Regions from separate parts of the Mus musculus genome. Here region 2 is linked to region 1. The links are chromatin contacts, called in public HiChIP or PLAC-seq maps. All regions are on one chromosome and are shown on one strand. Each heading gives the region's core, a stretch centred on a gene start, on an enhancer-like site or on the middle of the called end of the contact. The rest is flanking DNA. Distances are from core to core; before and after follow the strand shown. Region 1 overlaps Ston2 (stonin 2). Region 2 overlaps Ston2 (stonin 2).

Region 1 (5,945 bases), core at 1,056-3,555:
AGTACTGGGATTAAAGGCATGTGCCACCATGTGCCACCATGCCCGGCTCATCAGGCTTTCTAATAAAATGTCTTCCAAATGATTCTTAAATAAGACTCATAAAGCACTAACCATTAAAGGAAAATACTTCATAAATTACCTCACTTTTGAATTTAAAGTGTCTGTTAATTAAAAGCCATCCTATTACAAAAAATAAAAGCAAACCACTATATAGGAAGAAATGTTGCCAACAGGCATATCTGGCAGACCACTCACATGCAGAACATAAATTAACTTTGGGAGTCAGCAGAAACATGGTAAACAGCAAACAAAGGCCTTATAAAGATAATGTCATGGGCTGGCAAGATGGCTCAGTAGGAAAAGGTGCTCGTCATATAAGCCTGGTGACCCGAGTTCAATCCCCAGGCCCCACGAAAAGGGGGAAGGAGAGAACCATATGAACTCCCCAGAACTGTCCACAGTTCCACAGAGCTGTCCTGTGACCTCCACATGCATACTGTGGGGTGCCTGCCCCACAGCCATACACTCTCACCATAATAATAAATATTCTTTTCAGAAGTACTTCATAAAAGAGGATAGCCAAATAGCCAGTAAAACATGCACCACGGTGCTAGGCAAGCCTCCTTAGTTACCAATGGAAGCCAAGTAACTCTACCATAAAACAGAGTGCCTAGACAGCATCACAGTTCAAGTGAGTGTCAGGCAGTACTGCCTGTTAGCAAAGATAAAGACCAACAGAACATGTAGACACTGTGTGGAAGCCTAAGTGAATGCAGTGAGTTTGCGTGCTGGATGATGGAATAGTCCTGTTTAGTATACTCAATGCATCTTCGTGTGTACCCAAGTATGTACAAGAGTGTGCAGTGGGGCACCAGCTATAATTGCCCAAATGCAGAAAATATCAAATATCTGTAAACATTCCAAGGGATAAACTGTCGCATTGGTGCATTTGAACACAATGCAGAAATGTTCAAATAGCACATATGGTGTTAGTAGTCATGGTAGTGATTATGAGAAGGGGAGGTCGGTAGGAGGAATGGGGGCATAAAGTGAAGTCACCATGGGTTCTGGCTGTGTTCTGGCTTTGGATCAGTTTACAAACAAATCCAAACAAACAGTTTTGAAAAAATGCATCAAGCTTTAAACACAGACAGGATTTCTGTTCTTTTCCGTGTGCTTGGTGTTTTAATAAAATGTTTACAAAAAAGAAAAGCTAGGCATGGCGCTATAGGTAGGTAATTCCAACCCTTGGGAGGTTAAGTAAGGCAGGATGGTAGCCCGGGCTTGACAATTAGAGATGAGTCAAGTGACGGACAGTTGCCTCTAGAAGAAAGCACTGGCAAACTCCAGATTAATCACATCAATAAGAAAAATAGGAATTTGGGGCTTGAGAGATTGATTGTTCAGTAGCTAAGACCATCTGCTGCTCTTGGAGAGGACTCGAGTTTGGCTCCCAGCACCCAAGTTTGGAAGCTGACAACCACCTCTCCAATTCCAGGGAATGAAAATGCCCTCCAGCCTCCAAGAGCATCTGCACTCACGGTGCACAGAAACTCTCGAAGACACACCACACACACACACACACACACACACACACACACACACACAGAGAGAGAGACAGAGAGAGAGAGAGAGAGAGAGAGAGAAAGAGACAGAGAGAGAGACAGGGACAGAGAGAGACAGAGAGAGACAGAGACAGAGAGACTAAATTAATCTTTTTAAAAAAAAATAGAAAAATACAAATTTAACACAAGGAGTAGTTACTACGGGTTAAACTGCTCTGAATAAAACTGATGGAGCGCTTATAGAAGTAGGTTAGTAGGTTAGTGTTCCCCCATCAGGTGACTGACTGAACTGGAGGGAAGCACCCGGGCTCCTGTTTCTCACAGAGGTGCTGGGGACATGCACGTGTACAGTCCTGAGTATCTCTAAGCACCTGTCTCTGAATGTTCTACCTCAAGTCAATGAAGAGGACGGTTTAGAAACAGATTAGAAACTTCTCGTCCAAAGACAAGTTGCCTAAGCTATTGTTTTCCCTCCCCTGTAGACCGTGAACCCTCCCGTCGTGGTCTAAAGGAGGAGTTGAGGCAGAGCACTGTAGGAGTCCGTGTTACCTCATCAGCTCACAGGGGACACTGACAAACTGGGACAGATTTTTCCCCTGTTGATATTTGAAGCCTCTCCTGGGGCTTCCCCGTGGCGTGACGTCGTGTCATTGTGAATGTCACAGTGTGTTGGTTTTGGTGGCTTGGTAACTCAAGCACTGGGGCAAAGGGCACTTCTGCTTATCTGTATCACAGTGTGAGGCTTGTCCCCACACCAACACGCCATGGCTTCCTTCTCCAGTGTTTACTCAGGCGCACCTGCAAGTGAGCCCAGAGCCTGAGCCAGTACATATTTTCTGGGTGCCAGGCAATATCGTAGATTATAATAATGATGAATAAAAACAGCATAAAGATGGAAAAAAGATAAAAATGAAATGTTAGAGCCTTTACCTTCAAATTGTTTTTAGTCTGGAAACGAAGTGCGTGTGTTTCTTCTGAGAGCTGCAGTTTTCCTTTTCTCCTTTTTCTCTCCACAACCTCTGCTCAGTACATATCATCTCACCCTCACATCTCATCTATGCCTCCTCTCAGAATAGCATTCCATATAAGCAGGCTAAAAGCCATTTGACCCAGTATGTCTCCAACAGAAGCCATGAGCTCATAATCTATATCTTCTTGTTCCCACTCACTCAGAGAGCCACTCCTGACAGTGTGTGCTTTTAGTTATAATTTGCAGAAAGTGGTGTTTATTAGCTGCCCCTTCTGTGCCGGGCACTAGCCAAGCACTGGTCCACATTATCTCCAGCTGTTACCACATCCTACAAGGCATCATTTTCTAAGTGGGGGCCCTTTGGTTAAGCCACACAAGCTTTCCTCACACACAGCCTGTTCTTGGCACAATACAAGGCCCCATTCTCTTCCGTGTCTCCTGTACCTCACAGAGCTATGTGAGGTATTTGCTCGGGTGATTCAATCATGGAAACGCCCATCTGCCATCAGTTTGTCAGCTGCACATAAGCAGAACTATGTGCTTGGCGGAGGTTGGCACCGTGGCCATTAAGCTACGTGGTTGACAGAGGTTGGCAAGGTGATCATTAAGCTATGTGGTTGGCAGAGGTTGGCAGAGGTTGGCAACATGGGCATTGGCATTGTGGGCATGTTCCTTGTTCTTGTTTGACTAGGAGGTCAGTAAAGACACTTGCTTATAGATTCTGAGCTCATATTTTAGAAACACTTAAGAATTCAGCAGTAGTAGCCTGCTATGCTATCATAGGTGCACCACGCCAATGCTGCTGCTATCTATATTAAAATCTTAGGTGCACTTGAGCCTCCGAGGAAGAACCCTCCTGTACCGAGAAAGCTGTGCTATTTTGGTCCTACCTCACTAGGCTGGCTCCCTCTGAATGACTTGATACCTGCTGCTAGCTTCAGTTCTCAACACGTGCAGATGGGTATCCCATGCTGGTTAAGATGAGTCTTGCTGTGAGCTGGTAGACAAACGCTTCCGAATGGATACTAAGGGGGCATCTGCTGCTCTCTCGTGTCCTATTCTACTCTCTCATAAGCCACTCAGATTCAGACAGCTGCTGCTCAGTCCGCAGGGCTGTGCCAGAGGTTAGGGCTCAAGCCCTATTCGGTTGAGCAGGACATCTCAAAGCTGGCAAATCACTGTTGATTTCTGTTGATTTCCTGGCTGATACTCTCGTAACAGTGAGGTTGAGACGGGCTCTTCTCTAACGTCTCCTTGGCCGAGCATGCCAATGTGTACTGTAACCAAGTTGTAGATCAGGACTTAACTCTGCTTGCAGGGCTACCAACCTCTAAAGAGCAGGTTTGGAGTTCACAGTGACTTTCCCAGTGGTGACTTTCTAAGTCTGCCTTCCAGATTCTGGGGGTTTAGCCACCTGATGCCATTGGGCTTTTGTGATGTAATGTGGACATCGCTCTCACACTTGGCTTTGGGAGGTATGAGGAATGGAGACAGGCGTTAAGCTTTTATTTAGAGCGGCTGCACTTTGCTTTTGTAGACTAGGAACTCCTTCTTTAGAGAGCCATAAGTCCTTTATTGCTCACTTCCTCTTCCCCAAAGGGAAGTGTCTCTTCCTTGCTGGCAGTTCCAGTGGGTTTTGTCCATGGCTCTAATGTCCCCACCATGGGGCCAAAGTCACAGCCCTGTCCAAATAACATTACTATTTTTTCCTTTTTAATGATACACTCCTGGATAGATAGATCATTTTCTCCATATATTGAAATGATCTCAATATTTAATATATATTACAATGAACATCTTTTTTTGTTTTTGTTTTTGTTTTGTTTTGTTTTTTCTTTTTCAAGACATGATTTCTCTATATAGCCCTGGCTATTCTGGGACTCGCTCTGTAGACCAGGCTAGACTGGAACTCAGAGATCCACTTGGCTCTGTCTCCATAGTTCTGGAATTAAAGGCATGCACCATGCCCCATCACATCCTGGTTTATCATCTCGTACTGATTATTAAGGTTAGAAACGTATTCTCAAGCTGAAAAGGCATCCAGCTTCCTGTTTGGATGCTCGCCTGTGCTCTCAGCACTTGGAGGCTAAGGTAGGAGACTCTCCAGTTTACAGCTAGCCTGGGCTACATAATGAGACCTTGTTTCAAGGGGGCAGGAGGTACTGGAAAGATGGCTCACTGGCTAGGGACATTGACTGCTGCTTGCCATTGCCCATAGTTCTATTTCGAGGAGATCAGATACCCTCTTCTAGTTTCTGTGGGTACCAGGTATGTGTGTAGTGCATATCCACACACACAACCAAAACTACACATAAAATAAATACTACACATAAAATAAATCTATAGTTAAAAGAAAAAGCAAAACAAACAAACAAAAAAACCTGTTCTGTTTTTATATGGTATTTTGCAAATGGCTTCTGTATGTCCTGCTTGGGCCTCATATCAGTTTTGCAGTGTAGAAGTTATTGTTGCAGTGTTATTATTGCCGTGTAAAAGATATTATTCTCTGCAAAAGTAGAAGACTGAGACTCAGAAACCAAGTGAGATGCCAGAAGTGGGGTGCACACCTGCAGTCCCATTCCTCAGCAGGTCTTCATAGCCTCACCTATCCAGGGAGTTCAAGGCCACCTCAGGGCCTATTAGATCCTGTCTCTCATCTCCCTTCATCCTCCCCATGAAAGAAAACAAGGAAGTTGCTTGAGGTTAGGCAGTCCTGGCTAACACTAAGTTGCAGCCGCAAGGCCAGGCATATGAGGTTACAGAGGCTAGCTGCAATGTCACTCTTTCTTGGCTCAGATCTTATCTCTCCCTATGTGACTTTGGCCGATCACTGAACCACCGTGCTTTAGTGTCCCCATCCCTGGACGTGGTTATAACAGGGCCTGTGCCGGGTAGGTGTCTCTCAATGGGGTTTCTCCTGGGACAGAATGCCTAGCATGTAGATGTTCAGCTTGCCTTGACTTCTGTGACATGCAAAGGTGAGGTGGCAGAGACCACCGACTGCTCTGCTGCCTGTTTAGCTGCAAAGGAGATTCGAGATGATCCCTAGCCAATGCCCAAGCACAGAGCACAAGGCTACTGTTTTAAAGAATAGAAGGCAGTAGTCGGTCGACATTGCACAGTGTGTCACAGCTGGGCAAGAAGCTTTAGACTTGAAAACAGCAACCTGATGGCACGTCCCGCCCTTGTCTACGTAAGCGCCTGCCCTTCCACATCAGCAGAAATCAAATCTCCTTCATTAAACCAGCCCACCGCCGCCATCACTCATCCTTTACCCAGGATCCCACTTTGTTGATTTTCCTATGACCTGCATAGGACAGAGAAGTCTGCATCCCACAGAGAAGGCCAAACACTGCACATACTTCTCAGAATTGATATTTGAATAGTCTGCTCTCCACCCTCTTCAGTGG
Region 2 (5,945 bases), core at 939-3,438, 66 kb before region 1:
TTCAGAGGTTTAGTCCATTAACATGGTGGGAAGCATGGCAGCGTCCAAGCAGACATGGTGCTGGAGAAGGAGCAGAGAGTTCTACATCTTGATTCAAAGGCAGCCAAAGAGGACTGTGTCACCGGACTTAGCTTGAGCATAGGACACCTTAACGCCCGCACCGACCATAACACACGTCTTCCAACAAGGCCACACCCCCTAATAGTGCCACTCCCTATGAGCCAAGCATTCACACAGAATCTATTCACACCACCACAGGCATGCTCCACCACAGGCATGCACCGCCACTGCCTGGCTACCTGGCTGGTCTTTATTTTCAGTAAGTTACATTTGCTGGCTCCTAGTTCTCTCACTATATCATCTTATGTATTCTTTACATTATCATGTAAGGAAAGTCTTGGTATTATGTCCATGTTTCTGTGAGGACAGTGGGGCATTGTAGGAGTTCAGAATTTGCTCAAGGCTATAGGCTAAGAAGTGGCAGAAGAGAGCCTCAACATGTGACCTGCTGACCTTGAGACCTTGGAACAGCCAGAGATGAGCTGTGGTGTTGCCTCTCTCTTCCTCTTCCCACTGTCACTGCCCACTTCCCCTCTAACATGCACACGCCTGAGGGGAGGGAAAGTAGTGAGATTATAGTGAGGGCTGGGAGGAAATGGGCGGGTAGGACGCGCTGACCTTCGATAAGAATCGAAGCATCCGGATTCTTTCAAGACCTTACCTTTAGGCGCTAATTGCTCAAAACCTTTCACATTAACAGGGTCCCCTTGCCTCAGCTCTTCACCGCTTACTTTTACCCAAGTAATTTCAAGATAGCACAGGCCTATAGTCCCGGCATGCAGGAATACAACAGTTCAAGGCCACCAAAAAATTAAAAACAGCATCTTTTGCCAGGTGGTGGCGGCACATGGCTTTAATCCCAGCACTTGGGAGACAGAGACAGGCAGATCTCCGAGTTCAAGGCTAGTCTGGTCTGCAGAGTGGGTTGCAGGACAGCCAGGGCTACACAGAGAAACCCTGTCTCAAATAAGAAAGAAAAGAAATCACAAGAGCCAAATTCTAAACCTGCCAGTATCCCACTTGACCCAGGAGAGAATACACTAAATAAAAGGCTGCAGGATTCGCTCTCATCACACAAACCATCCTCTACCACGTGGGCCTACTTCCCTTGGGCTTCCTCCCTTGGACTGTTTTTAACAGTAAGAAGGAAGGCTGGTAGTGTTCAAGCCAAATGGGAAGTAAGAAAACTTGGCCGTCAGTCCACTCAGCGTGGATAACAGACATTCCACAGGTTAGAGAGGTGTTCACTGTGGAAGCTGGTGGGTAGTTCAGATTTGAACTTAAATACAAAGCATGTGGATCAATCGTTGTGTTGACAATACCATGCATATACCTGCAGGCATCACACAGAAACAGCCCATATTAGCATGGCAAGCTCCTTCATAATGCTGGATGCATAATGCATTGTGGCACTTCTTGCACTCGCTGCAGTCTGCTCTGTGATTTTGCTAACACTGAATTTTATGATCTACTAGGCTAAAATAGCAGCACCCAAAGGCAGCAGGTTCTACTACCTGTGACACCTATGAGTGTTATCTGGAGAAGGAGTTCTAGCAGATAACTCAAAGACTTCAAGAGGGAGGAGCTCAAAGGCCCTGAATACAGCCACCTGTATCCTTGGGAGAGGAAGGATTTGCCTACACTGAAAAGACAGAGTGGAGAAGATGGAGCCGAGGGCATGAAGATGCTGCTCTTAAAAGCAATAGTGATGACAACCCAGCTGAGGACTGCCAGCATCCACCAGAAGCCAGAGGGGGCAGGGAAGGCAGTCTTCCCTCAAGCCTTTGGAGGGATAGTGGTCCTGCTAACACAGACACTAAAACATAGTGTTTCTGATTTCTGACCTCCAGCCTCTATAACCATGTGGAAATAAATTACCATTATTTTAAGCTACCAATTTTGTGGTAATTTGTTACAGCAACCACTGGAAGCTCGTTCACTAAACTTCACATTCCTAAAGTATAAACGTTTGCATAAGGCTGAGAACGAGTCAGGACGGGCCAGGGCAATCAGAAATAGCATAAGCCACTTGTCAAGGTTCTGTGTGCTTTTCCAGCCACACATCACTTATTCACGTAAGCACTTCCTCTCTGCAGTTCTGCTACGTGTGGGCAACCAAAGGCACGGGGCTGAGATCAGCATTTAACAGAAAGTCGTTCAGCTTCCTCCCGAGTCTTCTGGTAGGAACACAGCTCGTGCCCCGGTGATTTCTCCTGTTCTTTCCCGTTGATAATCAACCATATGTGTTTCCATGCATGTCTTCCAACTACTTCATGTCTCTCTCTTGTTATCTTTGTTAATGTTTTACAGTTCATGGTAGCTAAGAACTTGGACTTGTCTCTGAGGAGGTAAAGGAAAAGGTGGGTGTTGGGAGAGATCTTTTGTTGTGGTTGCTAAAGAGCTTCATTTTACAGCCAGGCCCAACTGTTATGGCTTGTGAAGTATTAAACTAAAATTCCAAGTGCTCTCCCTTGTCAGTTATCAGTTACTGCTGGGGCTTTGCCAAAGTTCTTACTATGTTTGCTTGGAACCAGTGGTGACTACTGAGAGAGTTCACAGGTCATCGGTGTACCGAAAAATCAAGGGCTATCTTATGCTTTTTAGGGTCACCTGACAGCGTGGAAATGTTTTCACTATCTGTTTCTCACTTATCTACCTAAAAAAAAATATACTTTTTCTCAAGTTATTGGTTCTTATTATTCAGATTCTGAATCTCATAATTGAACTCTACATCCCAAGAAAGAATGTGCAGAGGTTAAGAAACAACTCTCAGAAGAAGAGGCCCTTCAGTTCCTCCCCTGTGAACGATGGGCACCGAACCCTGGCCGTCAGGCTTTCGTGCTGACTGCTTTTGCCTGCTAAGCCATCTCACTGGCCAGCAAGTAAACTTTTTTTTAGACTAGGAAATATCTAAATGAAGCGGAGGGGCTGTAGAGAGGGCTCGGCTGCTCTTCCAGAGGACCAGAGTTCAATTCCCAGCTCCTACAGGGTGGCTCACAGCTGTTTGTAACTCCAGTTCCAGGAGACTCCAATGTCCTCTTCTAGCCCTGATGATCTCTACATACACGTGATGCACAAATATACATGTAAGCAAAATATGTATAAGAATTAGAACAAGAACAATGTGTGATATGTATATTAAACATGAAAAATATTGGGATCTCTGGTGAAATATGGGATTTGTAGGTCTGTCTCATCATGCAGGTGGTGAAGTTCAGCCATGGAAAAGGACCCGGGGAAAGTAATTTTGGCTGTTTGGTTTTAGCCTACTTTGCAGTCAGATCAGTAATTTGTAGTTAGTTTATTCTCCATGTCTTGTTTGATGACCCTAAATCCCCAAGACTCTAGAGTAAGAGATGTCTCTGAGCTAAGGGGGAACTGTTTATATGGGTACGTGTGCCACAACACTTCATTGTGGTCATTGAGTTATGTGGTCTTGGGCCTAAGAGAATTAGGGAAGAGGATGAGCAAAAGAAGTGATCCTGACAGAGTCGTTCGTCCCTAGCAGTCATTTCTACAAGAGAAGTGAAGCCTATTCCAGCCAGCTGCTTAATATCTAAGGATTCTGGCTTGCCAAGAGGAGCTGGGAAAGCAAAGACTCACCAAGGGAAAATGCTGTCTGGGAGACTCCTTTCCTTCCCTGGATTCTTTGAAGTCTTTTTGGCAGAGGAGAGAGAAAAACAAAAGATCTCCACCTAAGAGAGAAGCCAAGGGGCCTTGGACTCCAGCCTGGAAAGGGACTGTGCTGATTGCCCCAATTAAAATGCAGCAAGGCTGTGGGCACAGTGCAGTTAGGGACAAAGAGACAGTCCCTAATGCTAGATCTTTTATTTTTAAGACATTGAAATGGAAAGACCCCCCCCCCCCCTGGGGAATTTAGAGGAGCCAGGGAGTTGTTAGCTCACCTTGACTACCCAGTCACTTATTTTATCGTGCACCGAGGCATGCCAACAGTGACTGATATGGACACTGCTCCCGAAATGCTTAAATCCATCCATGGAAGGAGCTCCTCTTCGAGTTTAAACTAGGGCAGGCGCTGAAGGGAATAAAACCCCCTTGTGGCTGGCCCAGGGAAAGGAAACACATTATTTCCTCTAGAGAAACAAGTGCATGGCCCTAGGCTGTGTTCCCAATGCTGTATTAAACAAATACAAATGGGGGAAAGCCCTTGTATTATCATACATAGATGAAAGAGAGAGGGCATCTAACTCTTGGGATGTGAGGTCTGAGGATAGTAGAAGAGAGGGACTGACAAGAGGATTCCCCTGGACTCGCCCCATGACAACCCCTGAGATGTGCTGGAGGACAGATAAAGGGTCCATCTCTGACTTGATGAGACTATTTGGAGTTGGGCCCTCTTGATAAATGTTTGATATCAGAACTTGTAGATGCCAAAAACTTAAAGACTTCTTTGTCATGGAACACTGTTCACACCCCAGTTTCTATATGTGCTGTGCTGTAGACTTGTAGGCTGTTATATGTGCTGTAGAGATGGCTTAGCAGCTAAGAACACTGGCCGCTCTTCCAGAGGACCAGGGTTCAGTTCCTAGCACCCACATAGTGGCTTACAACTATCTGCATCTCTAGTTGCAGAGTGTCTAATGTCCTTTTCTGACATGGGCACTAGGGACACGTACATACTTATAGACATATATGCATGAAGTAAAATCAAGTAGAATAAAATTTAAAAAGAATATAACTGAAAACTTGTTTGCTGAGTCCTAAGCTTGCTGCTCAGACATTCTGCTACAACATGAACAGAGCCAAGAGGTAAAACAAACAAGCAAAGAAACTTCTAGACAGTCCATTTAAACTTGAGTCTTTTCATTGTTTCCTTAAGGGGAAAGTTTTTGAGAATAAAGCAAAAATGAGCTGTTGTTTCGTTTGCACTGAGCTCATTAGCCCTAGGGTTCCCAACTTTTTGTAGCTACCAAAACTTTGACTTGACTTAATAAGGTTTCATTTGGCCTTAAAATTCCACGCAAAGAATGTGGCAGTCAGCTTACCCATCACCTACAATCTTCACAAAGATGCTTTATGAGCCAAAATCAATTTCACCTATGTGCAAAGTGCACATCCGTGCTGCCTGTGTTTGAAAATGCTGACAAATTGACTAAAAGAGCACAGTTCACCCTCAAATTTTTAGAGAAAGGATATGCAAGGCACGGTTATCAGCAGAGACTTCCTGCCCCCTCGTTACCCTGTGTGCTGACCTTCGTCCATGGGCATGGCCGTTCTGCTGGCAACCAGGGCTGAATTGAACCCATTATGCAGATACTGCAGGATACGCATAATTAAAAACATTTCTCAAAACCCTTTCATTTCCGGAACATTTGTCCCACTGCCCCTGTGAAACACTAATATCCCCTTACCCTTTGCATGTCCCCCCCTAGAAGCTTGGGCTGAGACCTTCCCATTGTGTCTGGAGAAGCTAATTATTTGGGGCCAGAGAAAGAGCCATTTGTTTTGGGGGGTGGGGGTGGGGTGAGAGATGATGTCAGCCATATAAGACAGAGGCAAGAGAGATTTCATCTTGAAGAGCAGCCCAGTGGTTCATTCTGGCTCCTGCGGGTGGGTGGTGGGTAAGGGTGCATATGTGGACATGCATATGTATTTCCCTCCTCAACAGACGCAGTCTTCTTTCCTTAGTACCTCGAATTGTTCTTTGCTTCTAGATGTAACTGATGACCTTTCGAGAGGACATACCCAGGAATACATTTCACTAGAGCGGGTTCTGCCCCGTCACTGCTCACACCCTTGCTGTTTTAGACTGTTCTCTGTGCTCTTTCCTCAGGCCCAGAGGCTCTTCCTCCAACATTTCACTCAAAATTCTACGTAACTGATACTTCCTCAGGGAGGCTGAGAGCACTCCACGCCCTCCCCTC

Evidence for each region. HiChIP or PLAC-seq counts read pairs in DNA pulled down with a chosen protein or histone mark.
Region 2: a BATF HiChIP or PLAC-seq map of CD8 T cells shows a contact between it and region 1, with 8 read pairs. The contact joins two enhancer-like sites. A contact is called at or near these places in 1 of 15 datasets of contacts at CTCF or cohesin (CD8 T cells), 9 of 484 Hi-C or Micro-C datasets (bone marrow-derived DN3 thymocytes, bone marrow-derived macrophages, female germline stem cells and 5 more), 7 of 115 datasets of contacts at active chromatin or transcription factors (CD8 T cells, acute myeloid leukemia, astrocytes and 3 more) and 4 of 9 other capture datasets (adipose tissue, embryonic trunk, liver and 1 more).

Annotation. Positions count from the first base shown.
Region 1 is chr12:91,664,986-91,670,930 of GRCm38.p6, reverse strand. The region is part of intron 4 of Ston2 (stonin 2); the gene reads left to right. It also overlaps the pseudogene Gm51993. Among named protein-coding and RNA genes, the nearest start is that of Gm16876, 14 kb to the left of the region's middle. Within about 2 kb of position 2,305, at least 137 of the 459 cell types and tissues checked have an H3K27ac peak or open chromatin away from gene starts, as enhancers often do. A contact at or near this core is called in CD8 T cells, acute myeloid leukemia, bone marrow-derived macrophages and 1 more, where this site is marked.
Region 2 is chr12:91,731,059-91,737,003 of GRCm38.p6, reverse strand. The region is part of intron 3 of Ston2 (stonin 2); the gene reads left to right. Among named protein-coding and RNA genes, the nearest start is that of Gm34718, 23 kb to the left of the region's middle. Within about 2 kb of position 2,188, at least 109 of the 459 cell types and tissues checked have an H3K27ac peak or open chromatin away from gene starts, as enhancers often do. A contact at or near this core is called in CD8 T cells, acute myeloid leukemia, bone marrow-derived macrophages and 1 more, where this site is marked.